Linked DNA regions of Mus musculus: region 1 is linked to region 2. The links are chromatin contacts, called in public HiChIP or PLAC-seq maps. All regions are on one chromosome and are shown on one strand. The core of a region is the stretch at or near the end of the contact, and the rest is flanking DNA. Distances in the headings are between cores, read along the strand shown. Region 1 has its middle 24 kb from the start of Thrap3. Region 2 holds the start of Lsm10 (U7 snRNP-specific Sm-like protein LSM10).

Evidence for each region. HiChIP or PLAC-seq counts read pairs in DNA pulled down with a chosen protein or histone mark.
Region 1: a CTCF HiChIP or PLAC-seq map of the NIH/3T3 cell line shows a contact between it and region 2, with 11 read pairs. The contact joins the enhancer-like site here to the promoter of Lsm10 in region 2. A contact is called at or near these places in 1 of 39 promoter capture datasets (neural stem cells), 1 of 15 datasets of contacts at CTCF or cohesin (the NIH/3T3 cell line), 11 of 484 Hi-C or Micro-C datasets (the G1E-ER4 cell line, cardiomyocytes, cerebral cortex and 8 more), 4 of 115 datasets of contacts at active chromatin or transcription factors (the SCID.adh cell line, craniofacial prominence, embryonic hindbrain and 1 more) and 3 of 9 other capture datasets (adipose tissue, liver and pancreatic islet).

What each region holds. Positions count from the first base shown.
Region 1 is chr4:126,224,722-126,229,270 of GRCm38.p6, reverse strand. No RefSeq gene overlaps it. Among named protein-coding and RNA genes, the nearest start is that of Thrap3, 24 kb to the right of the region's middle. Within about 2 kb of position 2,095, at least 195 of the 459 cell types and tissues checked have an H3K27ac peak or open chromatin away from gene starts, as enhancers often do. A contact at or near this core is called in the G1E-ER4 cell line, the NIH/3T3 cell line, the SCID.adh cell line and 10 more, where this site is marked.
Region 2 is chr4:126,094,796-126,099,454 of GRCm38.p6, reverse strand. Lsm10 (U7 snRNP-specific Sm-like protein LSM10) reads right to left here and starts at 2,802. Exons shown (of 2, transcript NM_138721.2): 1 at 2,646-2,802; 2 at 871-1,626. The coding sequence starts at 1,602. The coding sequence ends at 1,234.

The sequences.
Region 1 (4,549 bases), core at 846-3,345, 130 kb before region 2:
GTGTGTGTGTGTTAAATAAATAAATCTTAAAAAAAAAAAAGGAGAAGAAGAGAAAGTGGGTAACCAATATAGTCAATTGTTGAAGGAACAAGTTATTGGACCAGTGTGCTTTAATTCTAGCACTCAGAGGCAGAGCAGGTGGACCTCTGAATTCAAGACTAGCCTGGTCTACAGAGGGAGTCCGGCCAACTACAGCTACACAGTAAAACCATGTCTGGGGAAAAAAATTAAAAAAAACTCAAAGCAACTGGGCAGTGGTGGCACACATCTTTAGTCGGGATGGAGAGACAGGTTGATCTCTATGCATCCAAGGCCAGCCTGGTCTACAAATTGGGTTCCAGGACAGCCAAGGCACAGAGAAACCCTGTCTGGAAAAACCAAACCAAATAAACCAGATACACTGAGCTGGGGAGATGGTGCTGTTGGCAAAGTACCCATCTTGCAAACATTTAAGTTTGGACCCCACCATTTTGTCTACCCAGCCACCTCACCTGCCCCGGAGATTGTTTTTAAGTGGGCAAAACTTGATGTAGTCCTTAATAGAGGTCCATTAATAACTAAGCAGTATTTCAAACAAATACATAATTACAGCCTTGATAGCCCTGAAGCAGCTAAGTGTGTGGCATTAGAAAAACGAGTAAGAGATCTGACCCCAGTCATGGAGATGAAGCAGGGCATCCCTGAGAAAGGAGCTGGAGCTGAGATCCCCAAGAGTTCCTAGTGCAAAGGTTTGGGGTTTCAGGTAGAGGCAACTCTACAAAGGCCTGTAGTGAATGGGGCCGGGGTAGATGAACCATAGAAAATGAGGGGGGTTGGGTCTCACAGAGATAGGAAGGGCCAGCTCATTCAGGAACCCTGCCACCGAGGAATCTAATGTTTATTGCAAGCACACTGGAAGCACCGTGGGGTGGTTCATACCCGTGATCCCACAATCCCAGCACTAGTCATTCAGGCAGAAGAATTGCGAACTTGAGACCAGCTCTGACTATTCAGTGAGACTCTGTTTAAAGAACCAAAAAAGTAATAAACAAAACCCCAGGAGGTGGGGACAGCAAGATGACTCATCAGTGAACCCAGGAACCCCTCTAAAAGTACAGGGAAAGAATAGACTCTACAAAGTTGCAACTGACTTCCCCATGTGTGTCTCCCCACCCCCAACGCACACACAAATAACAATAACTTATTTAATAAAAGGAGCGGTAAGGGAGCTACTGGGACAGGTTCATCAGGTAGGGGATGTAACCAGGTTATCACGACTGTCACCTGGAAAAGGTATTGAAGGAAGAGTGGCAGTGGAACTTGCTGTAGAAATGGGTCCTAGTGACGAGATGCTGGGGACTTGGCTCACTGCGTGGTGGAAACCAAGAGATGGACAGAGTACACAGAAAAGCTCATTGGTCATGGGAAATGGAAAAAGGATCAACGACAACGACAATTCCAAACCTTCTAGGTCCAATCCAATCCCACAGACACTGGTATTCGTGTACAAGGAACGGTGGAAAGGACTTAAGGAGACCCACAGAAGTGTCACACAGAGAACTGTACAGAACTTGAGCTCAGGAGATGGGTTTAACCCATAGCCAGGGAGAGTGGGCAGCGCAGCGGTACATCTTAGAGGCATCTGCGGCAGAAGCCCGAGGGTGGCTCCCCTGGCACAGTGGGCCTTTTCCGGGAAGTCCTGGGGCAAAGGCTGCTTCCAATGAACTGGCTGGACCTGAAAGGAGGCTGGCTCAAGGTCTGATTTCCTGGTTTCCTTGCCAGAAAACTTAGGAATGTCCGGTCTATTCAAGACTCCGAGCGTCTCTGAGGAGATGGGAGGTGGAGGCAGGGGCCCACCCCATCCAGAGAAACCTCCTTTTCCCTAATGCTGCCCTTTTCCCAACAGGGTCAGAAAAGGCAGAGCCAGGAGGCCACAAAACGTTCTTGGCTCCTCCTCCAGCCGCCAACGTTCCTGAACCCTGGCTCTCTTACAACACCTCCCTCAACCCCTACACACTCTTTCTGTACCAAGATACCCTAGGCTCGCTAGTCCCCTGAGACGCTCTCAAAAGAGCATTCGCGGTGACTAACCCCTTGCCGGATACCCCGACCTCTCCATTAACGGGCATCTGTCTCCCCCTGGTGGTCAAATGAGCATGTACAGATGGAAGAATTGACACTGGCTCCCAGCTTTTTGCCAGGATATTTTAGACTGGTACCCTGATTTTGTTGGCTTCTATTTCCTCACCTGCAGATTGGGGCTTTGTGATGGAATGAAGCCATCGTATCGTTGATCTAACATATAGAAATGTTGACAGTCAGTCTGAGTGTGATGGTACACGCCTTCAACCTCGTAATTTGGGAAGTAAAGGGTGCAAGATGAGCCTCTGCTGCTCGAGTGAGTTCAAGGCCCTCCTGGACCGCGTGTGTCCTTGTTAGTCATGAAGCCTGTCCTCGGCTTTGGAGATCATGACATCCTCAACCCCTCTGTATTCCCCACCGTTCCCGAAATCACTCTGCTTTGGGGCAGACATACTATGATGTCCCAATTGACTAGGGCATTGAGCGTGAACCTGTTATTGTAGCACCAGTGGCAGACCTGGGCAAGAAGTATTCTAGGATGGAAAAGAAAAATAGTTATGCAGATTCGAGAGAGGAGATTGTCACGGGAGGCCTCCTATTGGAGCCCAAGAAGGCGATCCTACCACCTTTACTTCCCAAATTACAAGGTTCTAGGCCTGTACCTTGGGTGATGGCTTGACTGTTTCCTGGGGGCAGCTCCAGCCAGCCAGTTCTGGTCCACAGTTTTCAGGACAGATCCAAAAGAGCTAGGAGGTACCTCCCAAGGATAAGATCCCCGGCAAAGTCAGCCCTGGGTGTGGGTGCTAAAAGTATATGATTTGTGAATACTTGAGAACACACACAAGGGGCTGGAGAGGTGACTCAGTGGTTAAAACCATGGGCTGCTCTTTCAGAGTACCTGGGTTCAATTCCCAGCACCCACATGACAGCTTACAACTGTCTGTAACTCCACTTTCAGGGCTTCTGACACCCTTACACAGACATATATGCAGGCAAAACACCAATGAACATAAAAATAAATTATATATATATATATTTTTAAGACTTATTTATTATATGTAAATACACTGTAGCTGTCTTCAGACACACCAGAAGAGGGCATCAGATCCCATTACAGATGGTTATGAGCCACTATGTGGTTGCTGGGAATTGAACTCAGGACCTCTGGAAAAGCAGTCAGTGCTCTTAACTGCTGAGCCATCTCTCCAGCCCAATAAATTATATTTTTAAAAAACCACCTTGGACTGGAGAGATGGCTCAGTGGTTAAGAGCACTGACTGCTCTTCCAGAGGTCCTGAGGTCAAGTCCCAGCAACCACATAGTGGCTCATAACCATCTGTAATGGGATCTGATGCCCTCTTCTGGTGCATCTGAAGACAGCTACAGTGTATTTACATATAATAAATAAATAACTCTTAAAAAAAAAAAACTAAAAAAAAAAAAACAAACCACCTCATTATTGCTAGTAAGTCTGGCTCTACAGGACACCTCTGGCGTCCTCAGGAGTATACACATAAACACACACAAATATTTTATAGAAAAGAACATATATAAAAATAAATGTTGCTTTTCTTTTTTGATGATTTCCTTGAAGTAACATGTTAAGCAGTGTCAGGGTTGTTGTTATTGTTTTTTGGTTTTCTTGGGGGGGTGTTGGTGGTGTTTTTGTTTTGTTTTGTTTTGTTGTTGTTGTTTTTCAAAACAGGGTTTCTCTGTGTAGCCCTGGCTGTCCTGGAACTCACTCTGTAGACCAGGCTGGCCTCGAACTCAGAAATTCACCTGCCTCTGCCTCCCAAGTGCTGCACTTTAAGTGATTAAAGGCATTCGCCACCACTGCCCAGCATTGTTTGGTTTTTGTTTGTTTTGTTTCGTTCATTTTTTTTTTTTTAATTTATTTATTTATTATATGTAAGTACACTGTAGCTGTCCTCAGACACTCCAGAAGAGGGAGTCAGACCTCGTTAGGGATGGTTGTGAGCCACCATGTGGTTGCTGGGATTTGAACTCCTGACCTTTGGAAGAGCAGTCGGGTGCTCTTACCCACTGAGCCATCTCACCAGCCCCTGTTTCGTTCATTTTTTAAGACAGGGTTTCTCTGGGTAGCCCTGGCTGTCCTGGAACTGGAGACACCAGACTGGTCTTGAACATAGAGATCCACCTGCCTCTACCCGCTGAGTACTGGGATAGAAGGCATGCGATGCCACCACCACACCAGAAGAGGACGTCAGATCTCATTATGGATGTTTGTGAGCCACCATGTGGTTGCTGGGATTTGAACTCAGGACCTCTGTAAGTGCAGGCAGTTTTCTTAACCACTGAGCCATCTCTCCAGCCCACAAGGGCAGTTTTAAAATATCTTTCTAAGTGCTAAGGGCATAGCTCAGTTGGTAGAGTGTTTGCCTAGTACACATGAAATCTTGGATTTGGTACCCATCACCAAATAAAATGATTGTGGTACACACACACACACACACACACACACACACAC
Region 2 (4,659 bases), core at 1,553-4,052:
GCTGGAGAGACAGCTCTGCATGAAGAGCATTGGTTGTACTTGCACAGGACCCAGACTCAATTCCAAGCCCCTACATGCTGGATCACTACTCTCTGTAATTCCAGTTCCAGAGGAACCAATGCATTCTTCTGACCTCTGAAGATACCATGTATACAGATGGTGCCTGCACACACATGTAGGCAGAACACTCATACGCACGGAAAAGAATTGAGCACAGTGAGGTGCAGCATCTTCGCTGGACTTCCTCAGACCATTTTATTTCCTCTGTTTTGGAGACAGAGTTCCTCTGTCCTGGAACTCACTCTGTAAACCTGCCTGGCCTCAATCCCATATAGATCCCACTTGCCTCTGCCTCCTGAGCGCAGAGATCAGAGATGTTCTCCACCACCGTTTGACTAAAGCACGTAACGCAGACTGGCCTCAAACTCATGATCCTCCTGCCTCCGCCTCCTTCAGTAAATCCTACTGTGTGCACCACTGCAACTGCTCTGTTTTGGTTTTTTGACGAAGGGTTTCACCCGTAGCAGAGGCTGATCCCTGTACCTGTGCCTCCTGGAAGCCAGGATTATCCATGTGAAGCACGAGGGCTGGCTGAGATTGATATCCTGTTAGCTGAACTCTCCAGCCTGAGGGAAGGGACGGGGGTCTCCAGACTCTTAGCTTTAGTACACAGTAGTAAGAAGAGAGTCTCAAGGACTCTCAACGGAAAGACCACTTTCCATTAGATTTCCTCATGATAATCTGGGAAACAGGGCCACATTCTAGACCAAGTAAATCCTGGTGTAACCCCCGCAACTTGAGACCTGCACTCTGCTCCTACACAGGAGCCAAAAGCCCAGTATATACCAGGCAGGGCATCAGGCACAGACGTGTGTGTATCCAAGTTTGGTTTTATGAGAAAAAGAAACAAATGCCAAAAAGAAACGGGACGTTAGAGGTGATTCACTCCAAACACTCGCAGTACTCCTCACAGCCAGAGTTGACGACTCCTTGATGGACGGGGTCCAATCAGTGAATGGAGATTTGAGATACAAATGATCCAAAAGAGGGATTGTCACCTACCCCAAGGCCACCAGCAGAAGGAATTCTGGGTCCCAGGGTGTGTCTGAAAACTGGAACCCTACGAAAGGCCGCTGTGACATGTCTGTTACTGGTGGGGAAGGATGGCCGGGAGTTGGCTCAGAACACCGGAGGTCCCTGAGGTGGTGCTGGAACTTTAACGAGGACACAGTCTCATGGCCTTTTGGAGGGGAACTCTCGACGACCTTGACCCTTGCCACCAAAGTTGCGCACACGGTGGATGATCTGCAGCTGCTGCTCAATAGTAGCAGTGATGTCCACACCATCTGGGATATGGACGTATCGGACGTTACGACCGGTCACAAAAAGGTCATCCAACTCAACCTGATGTCCCCAGCGGTCGGTATAGGTGACATTGGCCAGGCGGATATTCATGAAAGCATCCACGTTGTCAATGCGTCCTCGGGCCACACTCTCATCCCGAAGGTCCACAGTGGTTATTTGGCCTTGGAGGCCCTGCAACAGGATGATCAGGCTGTTCTCAGAAATAGTTCGCTCCTTCACCGAGTGGCTCAGTGCCATTGTTCCACATTGGCTGGCTGCTCACTGTGGGCAGGAGCACACAGATAGAGTCACTCACCTTTACCAAGCCCTGAAACTCCACACTAGTGGTCCAGATGCCTCCCTGCACTGGATACACCCGGGGAAACCTTTGCCTGGCTTTCACGTCCCACACATCCCAGAGATCTAGATTCATTTGCCTGGAGAGGACAGGCCCAGATTGTTTTGTTGTTGTTGTTTTTAAAGACAGGGTCTTCCTATATCTTCCTGAGTAGCCTGGAACTTAAAATGTAAACAAGTGTGGCCTGGAACTCACAGAGATCCACCTGTCTCTTCCTCACAAGTGCTGGGGATTCAGGATGTGTGTTACCACATCCTGCAAGGTATCCTATTTTTACATTATTTTGAGACAGGGTTTCTCTATGTAGCCCTGGCTGTCCTGAACTCTCTATGTAGACCAGGCTGGCCTTAAACTCATCGAGATCCTCCTGCCTCTGCCTCTCCAGTGTTGGGATTAAAGGTGTGTGCCACTATGCTCAGTTTATACTTTTTTTTTAAACAAAAAGCCCCCCAGAATTTTAATGTGCCAGTCAGTTTGAGAACGACTACTGCAAATTGTAGTTTATGTATGTCCTTCTGCCAGGCGCTTGTTACTATGTAATCTAGCCAAGCATGATGGCGCACACTTATAATACCATCACTTTAAAGTCTGAAGCAGTAGGAGCACCTCAAATGCCAAACCGGCCTAAACTACATCGTGAGCTCCAAGTCAACCTGGATAGTGGAATGTTTCAAGACAAAACAAGCCAAACCTAGCCAAGATGCATGCATTTAAACCCAGCACTCAGGAGGCCGAGGCAGGTGGATCTCCGAGTTACAGACCAGTCTGGCATACAGAACTACACTCTGTCTTAAAACAAAATCCAAAAGGATAGTCTTTGAGACCTTCAGGCAGGCCCAGACTCTGCTGCTTCCAGGACCGGAGGCCTGGGATTTGCCACTAGCGGTCAAGCTCATTAGTCCCACCCGGGAAAGCCGGGTGCCGAGTGCGCCCCTCTCCTCACCGCGCGTAAGGGGTTTGGGAAGAAAAGTCCGCAGCCAGTGCGCCAGGGGAAGAGGACGGGTCCCAGCGCGCCCTAGTCCCCACTCTCGACTGCCCTACCCACCGCGTGATGCCTTCCGCCTTCCGCGCGCTACGCCTCCAAAACCCGCCCGTGTCTAGGGGCACCACCCACCGAGGCTCAGAGAAGCCATGGCAACCGCGGAAGACCCAGAGCATCAGAGCATGCGCCTCGCAGGATGCGGACTACAAGTCCCAGGAGGCCGCGCGCCACACGCCCAATTCTCTTCTCTGTCTAGTTTCCCACCTTTGTAGGCTCCGGCTTGGAGCTGTGTCTCCCTAATGTCCTGCTGAGCTCATGGCGTTAAGTGGGAGAGAGCTTCTGTTAAATAAATAAATAAATAAATAAAGAAAGAAAGAAAGAAAGAAAGAAAGAAAGAAAGAAAGAAAGAAAGAAAGAAAGAAAGAAAGAAAGAAAGAAAGAAAAACACAACGTCCTTCATCTGATTAAAATTACGGAAATGTGGCCCAAACGTGGTGGCAAACTCCTTAATTCCTTCATCTGATTAAAATTACGGAAATGAGGGGCTGGTTAGATGGCTCAGTGGGTAAGAGCACCCGACTGCTCTTCGGAAGGTCCAGAGTTCAAATCCCAGCAACCACATGGTGGCTCACAACCATCTGTAACGAGATCTGACGCCCTCTTCTGGTGTGTCTGAAGACAGCTACAGTGTACTTACATGTAATAAATAAATAAATCTTTAAAAAAAAAAAAAAATTACGGAAATGTGGCCCAAACGTGGTGGCAAACTCCTTAATTCCAGCAACTCCAGAGACAGAGGCAGGTGGATCTCAGTTGGAGGACAGCCTGGTCTATGGAGAGAGTTCAAGGACAGCAAGGCCTACATAGCTACCTTGTCTCAAAGAGGAAAACACAGGGCTATGGAGAGAAGATTTAACTGCTAAACTTTAGCAATTAAGTCCGCATACTATTGCAGAAGACCTACATTTGGTTCCCAGCTCACAACTGCTTGTAACTAATTAACAATTAAAAATAAAATTGAGCAGGGCATGGTGGCCCACGCCTTTAATCCCAGCACTCGGGAGGCAGAGGCAGGCGGATTTCTGAGTTTGAGGCCAGCCTGTTCTACACAGTGAGTTCCAGGACAGCCAGGGCTACACAGAGAAACTCTGCCTCAAAAAAACAAAAATAAATAAATAAATAAATAAATAAATAAAATCGAGCCGGGCAGTGGTGGCACATGCCTTTAACCCCAGCACGTGGGAGGCAGTGACAGGCAGATTTCTGAGTTCAAGGCCAGCCTGGTCTACAGAGTGAGTTCCAGGACAGTCAGGACTACACAGAGAAACCCTGTCTCGAAAAACCAAAACCAAAAGAAACAAACAAACAAACAAAAAAAATCAAGCAGTGCATGGTGGCCCACGCCTTTAATCCCAGCACTTGGGAGGCAGAGGCAGGTGGATTTCTGAGTTCGAGGCCAGCCTGGTCTACAAAGTGAGTTCCAGGACAGCCAGGGCTATACAGAGAAACCCTGTCTCAGAAATCCACCTGCCTCTGCCTCCCGAGTGCTGGGATTAAAGGCGTGCCATGCCCGGCGTAACACTTTTTAAAATGCTTATGTTTGATTTTTGTTTTGTAGTTGGGTCTCCTGTAGCCCATTCTGTTTTGAATTCACTATGCCCTGAAGGACCTTGAGCCTGATCCTCTGCCTTCTGCCTTCCAAATACTGAGACGCTGTGCATAGGTCATACTTCTATCTGGTCAGATTGTTACTAAAGCCTGCTTTGCTCACTGTTCGTTAAGCCAACCACCAAAATAATGAGTTTTTTGTTTGTTTGTTTGGTTGGTTGGTTTTTGGTTTTTCAAGACAAGGTTTCTCTGTGTAGCCTTGGCTGTCCTGGAACTCACTCTGTAGACCAGGCTGGCCTCAAACTCAGAAATCCACCTGCCTCTGCCTCCCAAGTGATGGGATTAAAGGCATGTACCACTACTGCCC